3 separate regions of the Muntiacus reevesi genome follow, and all the other regions are linked to region 2. A link is a contact called in public Hi-C data. All regions are on one chromosome and are shown on one strand. The core of a region is the stretch at or near the end of the contact, and the rest is flanking DNA. Distances in the headings are between cores, read along the strand shown. Region 1 holds the start of PPP1R2 (protein phosphatase 1 regulatory inhibitor subunit 2). Region 2 holds the start of LSG1 (large 60S subunit nuclear export GTPase 1). Region 3 holds the start of XXYLT1 (xyloside xylosyltransferase 1).

What was found. A called contact is a pair of places that touch in the nucleus more often than the background predicts.
Region 1: a Hi-C map of blood shows a contact between it and region 2, with 5 times the contacts expected there. The contact joins the promoter of PPP1R2 here to the promoter of LSG1 in region 2. A contact is called at or near these places in 2 of 3 Hi-C or Micro-C datasets (blood and muscle).
Region 3: a Hi-C map of blood shows a contact between it and region 2, with 4 times the contacts expected there. The contact joins the promoter of XXYLT1 here to the promoter of LSG1 in region 2. A contact is called at or near these places in 2 of 3 Hi-C or Micro-C datasets (blood and muscle).

Annotation. Positions count from the first base shown.
Region 1 is chr8:50,617,594-50,621,148 of mMunRee1.1, reverse strand. It overlaps PPP1R2 (protein phosphatase 1 regulatory inhibitor subunit 2), which reads right to left and starts at 2,132. Exons shown (of 6, transcript XM_065942462.1): 1 at 1,699-2,132. The coding sequence starts at 1,820.
Region 2 is chr8:51,359,229-51,362,719 of mMunRee1.1, reverse strand. It overlaps LSG1 (large 60S subunit nuclear export GTPase 1), which reads right to left and starts at 1,475. Exons shown (of 14, transcript XM_065942813.1): 1 at 1,315-1,475. The coding sequence starts at 1,413.
Region 3 is chr8:50,823,352-50,827,273 of mMunRee1.1, reverse strand. XXYLT1 (xyloside xylosyltransferase 1) reads right to left here and starts at 2,500. Exons shown (of 4, transcript XM_065943561.1): 1 at 1,904-2,500. The coding sequence starts at 2,407.

The sequences.
Region 1 (3,555 bases), core at 883-3,382, 740 kb after region 2:
CAGACTAAGGTTGAGAATAAACAGAAGTAGGGAAAGACAGAAGAAAATATAAGTAGCTACTTGGTAGCCAAACAGAAAGAAGCTCACGCTGGAGAATAACTAAATAACTTAAATGCCACTGAGAACCACAGTGCTGCCGCCGAATACCCTGAAGTCATGTAAGAGCCTTCCATAGTTTGGATTTTAGACTATCTTAGTCTTCCTGTTACAGCTATGTCTGGTAAGATTCTGTTTTTTTAATCCCATTACAACCCCCAGTCTGAAGCAGCTTACCCCAAATAGAGGTTGGAAAATTGCATGCTGGAGAATGTAAGGGTCAAACATCCAGGAGTAGGAGAGTTGCTAGACAAATTAAGGTCCTTTCCAACCCCCAAAGGCCATGATTCTAAGCTATGATCTTACTTCATGTTTTCCTCAAGACAACACAAATCCCCATAAATTCACCATCACCAAACTGTAGTTCCTTTTATAGCTCTAAAATGATCTTTTTAAACAGGTGTGCCCTAGTTCCAATATTCAAAGTTTTCGGGAACATACTAATTTTAGCTTTATGACTTCACAGATTTCAACAACTTCTCTTAAGCCTTATTTCCAGTATGTAAGAGTTCTTGTATGCTAGCCCCTCTATGACTTCTAACCTAGTGTTTTATTTTACACTATATATTATCAGTTTTCCACCTTTTTTTTTTTTCCTATTGAGGACTGCACCTTGGGTATCTTTCTCTGAGTCATTAGCATCCATTTCATTCTTCTAAAAGGCTGGTCTGTTTTCCCATTATACTAATGTACTATAATTACTATTTCACTAGTCCTTCTTAATGGACCTTGGGTTGTTACCAATTATTTACTATCACATACAATACTATAGGTCAACATCTTTTCACATATGTATTTGCGAGTATGCAAAAGCAACTAAATTATCATGGCATCATTTTAACTTGGTACTTTTTGAACTGTTCTCAGCTTAAATATATCTTTCAAGAGGAACAAAGAGTAGAAAGCGCTCAAATTCTTGTTGCAGATTCAAAAATAATTAGCAATAAGTAGCTTTCCATTAAACATAGATCAGACTGGGGAAATGTCTGTTTCTTTTAATGCAGAGATAATGACAAACCAGGACCCAAGGGAGTGAATGTGGCACGATGCTTTTCTTTCGATAATGTTCACCTAAAAAGGAATGACCGTGGAAGAAGGGCAATTAGCAAAATGGAGAAATCTCTTTTTCGGAGGAGTCTCTTATTACTCTACAACTGCATCTTAAAAGATTTCCAACCCAGGAAAATACACTTTAATTATTGAATTTTAGACACTCGGATACGAAGTGAAGTAATAATTGCTTAACAGGTGAAGCTTTACAACTTCAATTTGATTCCTTAATATTCCCAATCTCCAAAAGCTTAAAGATCCTGATGTATGTTTTAAAATTATTATATATGTATATATCTTAAATACACACACACAAACACACAATAAACGTCATAGCTCCTGCCTTCTTTATAATCACTCCACCCCTAAGCCTGGCCGGCGGAGGGAGACCTGAGCCGCGCAGGGGCCGCAACTACGCAAACGCCCCGCCCGCCGGCCGCGCTCGGGTTCAGGATCTGGGGTTGGTCCGGCTGGGGGTCTGCAACGGCACGGGGGAAAGGTGGGGCTTCCCAGGCTGACCCGGTGGGCGAGCGGCCGCCTCTCGGCTCTCACCTCAGCTCTTCGTCGACACTCTTGCCGGGCTGTTCGGCCGAGGACACCACAGAGGAAGTCGTAGAGCTCTTGTTCTTCAGGATCCCCTTGATGGGCCGGTGCGAGGCCGTCGAGGCCGCCATTGCCTGCTGCTCCGGCGGTCGGCTCAGCGTCGCTGCTTGGCGCCGAGTTCAGGAAGGAAAGGGCTGGGCGCGAGCAGAAACTCGCCAGGCAGCCGCCGAGCCCGCCTGGGGCTGAAGCGGCCGCACCTGCTGTCGCGGAGACAGCCACCAGAGTTGCTGTCACGACACAACGACTCGGATGCTCTGAGGTCTAGCCGACGCCGCGTGGCTGGCGGCCCTCCGCGAGCCCTTGGCCACCGGCACCCTAACCGTGGCCCGCGGAGAGAAGCCGGCCTAGCGCCGGAACGACGCCGACGCTAATGCCAAGCGGGCCCGCCCTCTCGCGATATCTAGGGCGGGGCGGGGGCGGGGCAAGAACAATGCCAACCTCCTCGCCCCGCCCCCTCCCCGAACCCTCTTGGTGAGTTAGCGCCAACCGCGGCTGGGGCTCTGAGAGCTGTTTTGACAGAACCTCAGGAGAGGTTTCCAGTTTGACTCTGTTCCGAATTGTAGATCTCTCCAAGCACCGTCGCTCCCACCACTTCATGAGGTTCTTATTAGTTCTGTATTTTATAGATCTGAAAATTGAGGCTCAAAGGTGACATCATTCCCCAAAGACATTAACTGACTTTCAGAGAAATGCAGTGTGTCTTTTCTTTCCTTCCATTTAACAACCATAAAAAGCTTAACTCTCCATTATAAAATCATGAAATGTCAGTATTGGAATGATCCTTAGAGACCTATTGTGGGATCATAGAATATTGACTTTTATGAAGTCATAGAACATCAACATTGAAATAGTCTAACATTTTTTACCCTTGGAAAAGCTGAAGGCTAGAGGGGAGAAATGACCTAACCACCACTATCACAAGACCCATCTGTAGTGTGTGGTCATAGAACTTCATTCAGACTTTTGCTTCTGGTCTGATATTTCTCCATTTTACCACATTCTGCCTCTGTGTTGGTAATCCCATGGAAGGGATCGCTGGCAGAAGTTCCTAGAATGGAGGTTTAGAATCTTTCTCCCCCCACCAAATCTTGGGAACTCAGTGTAAGGAGCCATCCAATACTGGGTGAAATAGGCCAAAAAATTCTGGGACTGCCTAGGTCTTTGTAAGGTGAGTCTCAAAAGAGAAATACAAAAAAAAAAAACCAAAAAAACAAAACTCTCCCACACACAGTCTCCCCACCTTATCTCTGTCTGGGTGTGAGTGAAAGATACCAGGAATGACTTGGATGAGAGACAAAAAGAGAACTCAACCCTGTAATGGGCCAGGATACATGTAGATCCTGGCAGTGGCTGCTGTGAGAAGTGGGTTCTAGGGAAAGGCAGGAGTTTAAAGCCCTGGGGACACTCTTAGGACTCGGGTGTATCTAAAATTAAGCTCAGGCCGGTGGAGCGGGTGGTATCCACTCCAGCTACACAGGCTCCTCCTTGCAGCGCCAGCACTAGAGTTGTACAGGTGGGAAAGGCAGAGGGCTCAGGTTAAGCAAGTTGCCGCCTGTTATGGGTTAAATTATGTCACCCTAAAAATGTTAGGGCTTCCCTGGTGGCTCAGACAGTAAAGAATCTGCCTGCAATGCGGGAGACCCAGGTTTGATCCCAGGGTCGGGACAATTTCCTCGAGAAGGAAAAGGCTATCCACTCCAGTGTTCTTGCTTGAGAATTCCATGCACAAAGAAGTCTGCCAGGCTCTACTCCATGGGCTTCCCCCATAGCTCAGTTGGTAAGTCATCTACCTGCAATGCAGGAGAC
Region 2 (3,491 bases), core at 226-2,725:
CCTTGAGGGTGGTGTCAGCTCTTTTAGTCAACACTAGTAACACTTAACATTTAAATGAGCACTTTCTTACCTCATGATAGTTATTTTCCATTTACTTTCTTATTTAATTTTCAAAATCTTTTGAAATAAACTTCATATCTCTATCAGGATTAAATTGGATAGAATAAATTGCCTATAGTCATAAGCTAATAAGTGGCAGAGGTATTTGAATCTAAACTCATATACCATATACTCTGGTTCTGGCAGTCACTGTTGGTCAACTTTTTTAGACAGACACCCACAGTAAGAAATACATTTCACACAGTGACTCAAATGCTGTGAGATACTGAGATGTTGTGTATCATTCGATAAAGTAAAGTGAAAACAAAAGAATCCTGAAAGTTACCTTTATTACATTTCACACAACGTGGTATTTTCTTGAGTTTTATTCTGTGGGATGAAAAGCTTTGCTAGTTGCCACTTACTGAACTGATTCCAGACACACTTCAGTTTTATAAGATAAACACCATCCTAATCTACATGCTCTGTACAGGTACAAACAAATGAAAATAACTGAAGATTAAAAGGCTAGGTGGTTTGCCCAAAGGCCACGGAATCAGCAAAAATCAGGGTAAGGATTAGAATCTAGTTCTTTACTGAGAACTTGTGAATTCTCAAACACTTCGAGGAATGAATGTCAAAATGACAATTACAAATCAATCAAACCACTTCATCTGCTCTTCAAAGATCCTAAAACTATGACCGTTTCCAGACACAGGAAGCTACTAGGCTCGCCAAACTTTGGAGAAATGCTGTCCAGCTCTGAGTAATACCACTAGGGAATAAAAAAAAAGTGAAGCACGAATCTGAGTTATTTTGTACTTCTGCTACCAACCAGAGGCTCTTGGAGGATCAATTCTTTAGACAAACGAATACAACAAGAAGTCGTTTTTGTGTCATTCCTGTACAGAAACTTCCAAATGCTTCCACGGCCTACAGGATAAATATAAAACTTTAGCCCTGGTTTTCAAGATCTCACTCCGACCTCATCACATTAGCCTCCACCTCTGGGCCCTGTGTCTTGCTAGGAGGGCCTGTTTCTCGGCCTGGGCGATTCTAACGGTCTTGAGCATTTGCGCATTTCAGTATCCGAGAGGGGATGGGGGTGGGCCTAGAACGGATCCCCGCCGTTATCGGGGGCGATTGTATTCATTCCTAGAAACCCTATTTTGGCATCATTTCCTTTGGAATATTTCCCTGAGAACCCTGACCGTAAATTTCGCTGCGTTCAGACTCACAACTAGGCAGAAAGACTGAGAAAGACAACGTTTTTACCCAGGAGTCAGTGTGGCGGTGGCTACGGCTCCGTTGAACTTGCTGGCGTATAAGAGTCCGGCCAAGGGTCCCACCCTCTGGCGCTCTCCTCCGACCCATGCTTGTCCAGTAGACCGACGAAAAGCAGCAAGCAAGAGTCACGCCAGTTTTCTGGGTGTTCAGGAGCGCTATCTCCGGAAGTGACGTATGTGCGAGCTCAAGTGGTTAAGGCCCGAAGTCGCAGGGAAACAATAATTTGCCTCAAATCTCCACTTATATATCTCACATTTGCTACTACGATAGAAAGTAAATGCAAAAAGTGGCCTCATAACTTAATTTTCAATATATATTCCTCAGAATATCTCAAAGTTGGATAAAGCGATTCGATTAAACGAATGGTACCTTCTAAATTTGTGCATCGATTTTTAGTGTTCGGGGTACAACTAGGAGACTCGGAAAAAAGTGGCCGGACATATTTGCGGTGGGAGCCACGCCTCCGGTTAATTTCGTCAGGAGGAGGCGGAGACTTGGGTGAAGGGTGTTCCTGCAGCGCTAGGTGGCGTTGCTTCCTGGCGCTAATTTTCGGCCTAGTGTTGTAGGGTGTGGCTTCACCGCTGTCACGCCTGGCAACTAAAGAGCTTTGTGTTTACTTGGTCTTCCAAAGCTGTGAATTGGTGAGAAGAGTTCCTGCGTGGATGGCATTTTGGAATGGAAAAAGTTGCAAGGAAAGCCAAAGGATGTTGTTTTCAAAGAGCTTTTAAAAAAGCGTTTAAAACTTCCAGCTAGAATTGTATTTAAATTTTCCTATAAATTAAAATAAAGTGAAAAAAAAATTAAAGTGAAAGCAGTGACCCCCGCTCCACTCTTTGCGGCCTGACTTTTGCTCCTCACTTTAGAGAAGTCGGATTAGAGTTATGTGGGTGTTGGGGATTTTAACTCCATTCTCATTAATCAGGAGAACCACCTTATTGTTGTGATGCTCCGAGAGCAAGCAGCTTGCCCAAATCATAGCTGAAATATATTCGGTTAGGCATCAAACCCAAGTCTCCTCAATATTTTGTCCATTCCTGGGGCAGATATTGAAGGGAGAATGAGGGTTGTTATTGTGTATTTTAGAACCCAGTTCTTACCCAATTTTGATGTGCATGTGAACCCTCTAGGAATCTTGTTAACGTGCTGATTCTGATTCATAAGGTCTAGGGTCTGGCGGCACTGGGTTCTTCCAGGAGATGATGATGATGATGATGTTGGTCTGGCCCACAGGCCACTCTGAAGAGCAAGAGAAGTCCATTTCTTGCTCGTGCAGATGAAGACCCTGAAGAGCACTATCTAGAAGTCAGTCATAGCAAGTCTGGGTCAGGAAGAGCTGGAACCATATCCCCACCCATCTCTGCATTCCCTGCTAAGCCCTGCTGTGGGCTTTATCTCACTGCTGACTCTAACTGAATTGGAGTGCACTTTGGAAAACACCCAAAGGATTGCTGACAAACCATGTAGTAGTCGGCAGGGCTTTGGGAAGGTGGTGCTCACAGATCAGTGAAGGAAAACATTAGAACGTGGTTTCTCCCATCTCTCAACTTAGAGACAGCATATCTTTAAAAAACCTGAGGAACTTCCGTGGCAGTCTACTGATTAAGACTCCACCCTTCCACTGCAGGGGGCATGGGTTGGATCCCTGGTCAGGAACTAAGATCATACATGCACTGAAGCATGACCACAAAAACCTACAATATAATTGGATTACTAAAACAAACAGACAAACAAACAAACAAACAAAAAAAACACCAAAAACCTGAACATCATCTCCAGAACTAAAATGGAAGAGACAGTTTCTGGCATTCTCTTAGAGCTAAGTGGATAAAGAAAGAAAGAAAGAAAGAAAATGAAGTTGCTCAGTCGTGTCTTAACTCTTTGTGACCCCACAGACTGTAGCCTACCAGGCTCCTCCGTCCATGGGATTTTCCAGGCAAGAGTAGTGTAGTGGGCTGGCACTTCCTTCTCCAGGGGATCTTCCTGACCCAGGGATCAAACCTGAATCTACTGCGTTTCAGGCAGGCGCTTTACCCTCTGAACCACCAGGGCTCAGTGGACAAAACTAACTCATAAAGCAAGAGTCAATGAACTTTCTATTCTAGTGACAATAATAATGAGAGGATGTAAACAAACCTGCCACCTAGAGCTCAGTTAGAAACTTGGGA
Region 3 (3,922 bases), core at 1,251-3,750, 540 kb after region 2:
CCAGCTCAGACAGTGGACCCCAAGGCCCCTGCAGCCACAAGCTCCAGGACCTGGATTCTTGGCCTCCCGTACCATGGAATCCAGACCAGGTGCCTCACTATGACTGGTGGGTCTTCCCACAGGGCTCCTTTGCTCTGGGCAGGGCATAGCCTGGATGCTCTGGCAGAAAGCTGGAACAGAGGGCTGTGGAGGGCGGGGCACAGACCGTCCCCAATTCTAGGGGCGTTCCTGGGGGAAGGTGAAAACTATGGAAACAGTGGCCAAGCGCCCAGGAAGAAAGGAAGGACACCCTGCGCAGAGAGTACAGCTTGTGTAACGGCACATTCAGTACAGTTAGTAGGGGAAGGACAAGGAGGTTGGCTGAAGAGCCCGGCCCCACAACAGACAGCCCTGCCAAGAAATGAGGACTTGATTCTGTAGACAACAACAACAAAAAAGGGAGTTCCCTGGAGGTCCAGTGGTTAAGACTGAACTTCCACTGCAAGGGACACAGGTTGGGGAACTCAGATCCCACAGGCTGTGCAGTGTGGCCAAAAACAACAACAACAGGCCCCTGAACCATGCAGGAGGCCAGCATTGCTCCCCTTAGTCACTCACCCAGCACAACACGTGGTACACTACTCTAATCTTACCGGCCCTCCCCCACCACCAGCTTCCATCCTTGAAATGGCAGCCCACTCCAGTACTCTTGCCTGGAAAATCCCATGGACGGAGGAGCCTCGTGGGCTACAGTCCATTGGGTCGCTTAGAGCCGGACATGACTGGAGTGACTTAGTGCACACTATTTCTATCCCAAAATCACACCTTAGATTCCCTCTGGGCAACTATTAGGTCAAAAGGAGACATGTAATTTAATTGAGGCCATTAACACTAAGCGTGAACTGCAAGGAGATCCAACCAGTCCATCTTAAAGGAAATCAGTCCTGAATATTCATTGGAAGGACTGATGCTGAAGCTGAAGTACTCCAATACTTTGGCCACCTGATACAAAGCACCGACTCATTGGAAAAGACCCTGATGCTGGGAAAGATTGAAGGTGGGAGGAGAAGGGGACCACAGCGGATGAGATGGTTGGATGGCATCACCAACCGTATGGACATGAGTTTGAGTAGGCTCTGGGAGTTGGTGATGGACAGGGAAGCCTGATGTGCTGCAGTCCATGCGGTCACAAAGAGCAGGACACGACTGATGACTGAGCTGACGGACAAGAATACAATCTCTCACAAGCAGAGCCAGGCAGTCCAGCCTGGAACAAGACGACCAGCTCTGCTCTGCCCTCTCCAGATCCTACATCCTTACCTCTTGGGGCACTTTCTTGCTGGGAGGAACCCGCTGCTTCTCTAAATGGGTTCATGACCCTGAAGAGAAGGGAAGACGGAGGCACGCTGAGGAGATGAAATGGTTCACATGGGCTGGTGTGGGCTGGACCAGTTTCAACTGAAATCCTTACAGCTGTGAGAAATGTCACTGTAATCTGAACAACTCAAGCGGCCTAAGACCTTGTCCAGCAGAAGCTGCACCTTCAGGTGACCTGCTCCATCCTCAAAAGTCAAAGACTGAGAAGAATAAAAAGAGGGGCCGACTAAGGCACTGACTGCTGAAATCAACCACGCCAGGAAAGAGGGGGCGCGGCGATTCTCCAGGGGGCTGCAGGTAAAGAGAAGCTCGGATCAAGGAAGTCAGCCAACAGAGGCTCCAAGACACGCCCCCCCGCCCCCCTCCGCCCCGACCATGCCTGCAGCGTGCTATGAACGCACAATTCGGGAGGGTACGGGTTAGTCTTCTGCTGGCATTGGCAGTGGGCATCGTAACTAAGACACCTCCCTCCTGACCCCTGGATCCAGGCCGGGCCCCACAATGACCGAGTCACCGACCCGGAACCTTTAGCTGGGGTCCCGCTCACCTTGCATTTGAAGCCGGCGGCGGGCGGCAGCAGCTCCCGCAGCAGGGCCTTGGCCACCTCGCGGCTGGCCTCCTCGCTTACGAAGTGCAGGTTAAGCACCTCGTGCGCCTCGAACTTAGCGAGGCGCAGCAGGGAGCCGAGGGCGACGCGGGCCTTGGCCTGCAACGCGGCATTGTGTTCGGCCTTGGTGAACATCATCAGCAGGTGGTAGTCCACCGGCCCGGCCCCGCCGCCCTCCAAGCTCTTGGCCTTAGCGCCCGGGGCCGGCGCCAAGGATCCCCGCGCCAGCTCCAGCACCGGCGGCGAGGGCGCAGCAGGGGCCCCGGCGCGGGCCTCCTTCAGCCTCTTGGTGGCGCTGGAGAAGGTCTCCCGGCCAGAGCCCAGGTAATAGAAGGCACAGACGGCCAGCGCCGCGGCCAGCAGCAGCGCGCAGTAGTGGGAGCGCACAGCGCCCAGACGCGCCATGGCGCGAGCGCACGGGGGCCCGCCTCGGAGGAGACCCATGCGCCACCCGCCCGCGGACAGATCAGCCGGGGAGTTGCTGCAGGGACCAGTACCCCGGCAGCAAGTTAGCAGCCCCGGCAGCAGGCGGCAGCCATGGCGGGGGCGGAGCCGAGCTGCCAATCTGCGGGCGCTGAGGCGCGGAGAGGCGGGGCCAGGCTGCCTGGCAGCCACCGGGTCCTAAGCGCAGAAGGATTACAGCGGGGTTGGTCCCTGAGCCCGCGGGAGTCCCTCCAGCGTGTTCGAAGGGGGCGGTGAGGACTTGGACACGCAAGTCAGCAGGCTGTACGGTCTGTGGAAAATGGCCCTCGTTAAGTGCACAGCCCCAGGCGCTAGAAACCGAAGCTAAGCCTTCGGAAGCAAAAAGACTAAACTGGACGCACAAAATTTTTTTCTCTATTTATATACATTTTCCTCCTAATTTCTTGAAGGCTTTAAGTCCTCTCCCCGACTCCTTTCACACCTTGGAGACTATCTAGGGCTGAAGAATTTAAACTAGCAACTCCTTTCCCATTCTCGATGAAGTAGGATTGACACCCGAGGTGTGAATCACTTGCTCACCTCACTTGGTATCTCTGAGGCCGACCAGAGGCAACCTAAAGGACGTGGCCACCAGGGGGGCCACCTGCCACCAACTTTGGGTAGTTCAGAGCTCCCCAGGAAGCTTGTGATTTTTTTAACAGACTTTTAACACTTTAAAAGAGACTTACTGCATTCTTAACTGAGGCGTGACTGAGGTCACTTGCTCAGGTCACACAGTGACAGGTTTGACAGAGAAACAGACACTCTTCTACAGCAGATGAGGTTGCCTGTACTGGCACAACTTTCCTGAAGGGCATTCTGGCAACACTAAAATCTAAGAACTTTCAGTTCTTTCTCCTATCCATAGAACAGTGGTTCTCAAATTTTTATTGGTACGAGCTGGGGTCGCACAGAGTCAGACATGACTGAAGCGACTTAGCAGCTGCAGCAGCACTGGGGAGCTTGATAAAACACAAGGGCTCAGGCCCTATCACCTTCAAAAAGCCTGGGCCTCGATGGTGATTCTTCTGCAAGCCAAAGTTTGAAAAGCAGTGCCCTTCACACAGTCAACCTCTCCTGCTTCAGACCTTGGCTTGGGGGTCCCTGCCTCAAGGAGTGGTCTCTAAACACCAGCCCTTGCAGTGTCCAGATGAGGCACCATCCTCAAGGATCCCATAAGGGCCACCTAAGAACTACTCAGTTCCATCTTTCTCTGCTACAAGAAGGCAAGACTTCAAGAGAGCAGGCAATGTGTCTTTCTTTAACCATAATAACTCCAGTAACTGATGGTGCTTGACTCACTGAATGAGCATCAGAAATACACCCACCCATTGTGAACCATCATTTTCATAAGGGAATAAGGAAAAATGTACTCAAATATTTAGCCACAAGGATAATGCAGAGCTAGGTTTATGATGACAAGATATTAAAATCAAATGTTCATCAGGAAAGTGAAACTAAAATAAAGATGCTGTTGGGAATTCTCTGGTGATCCAG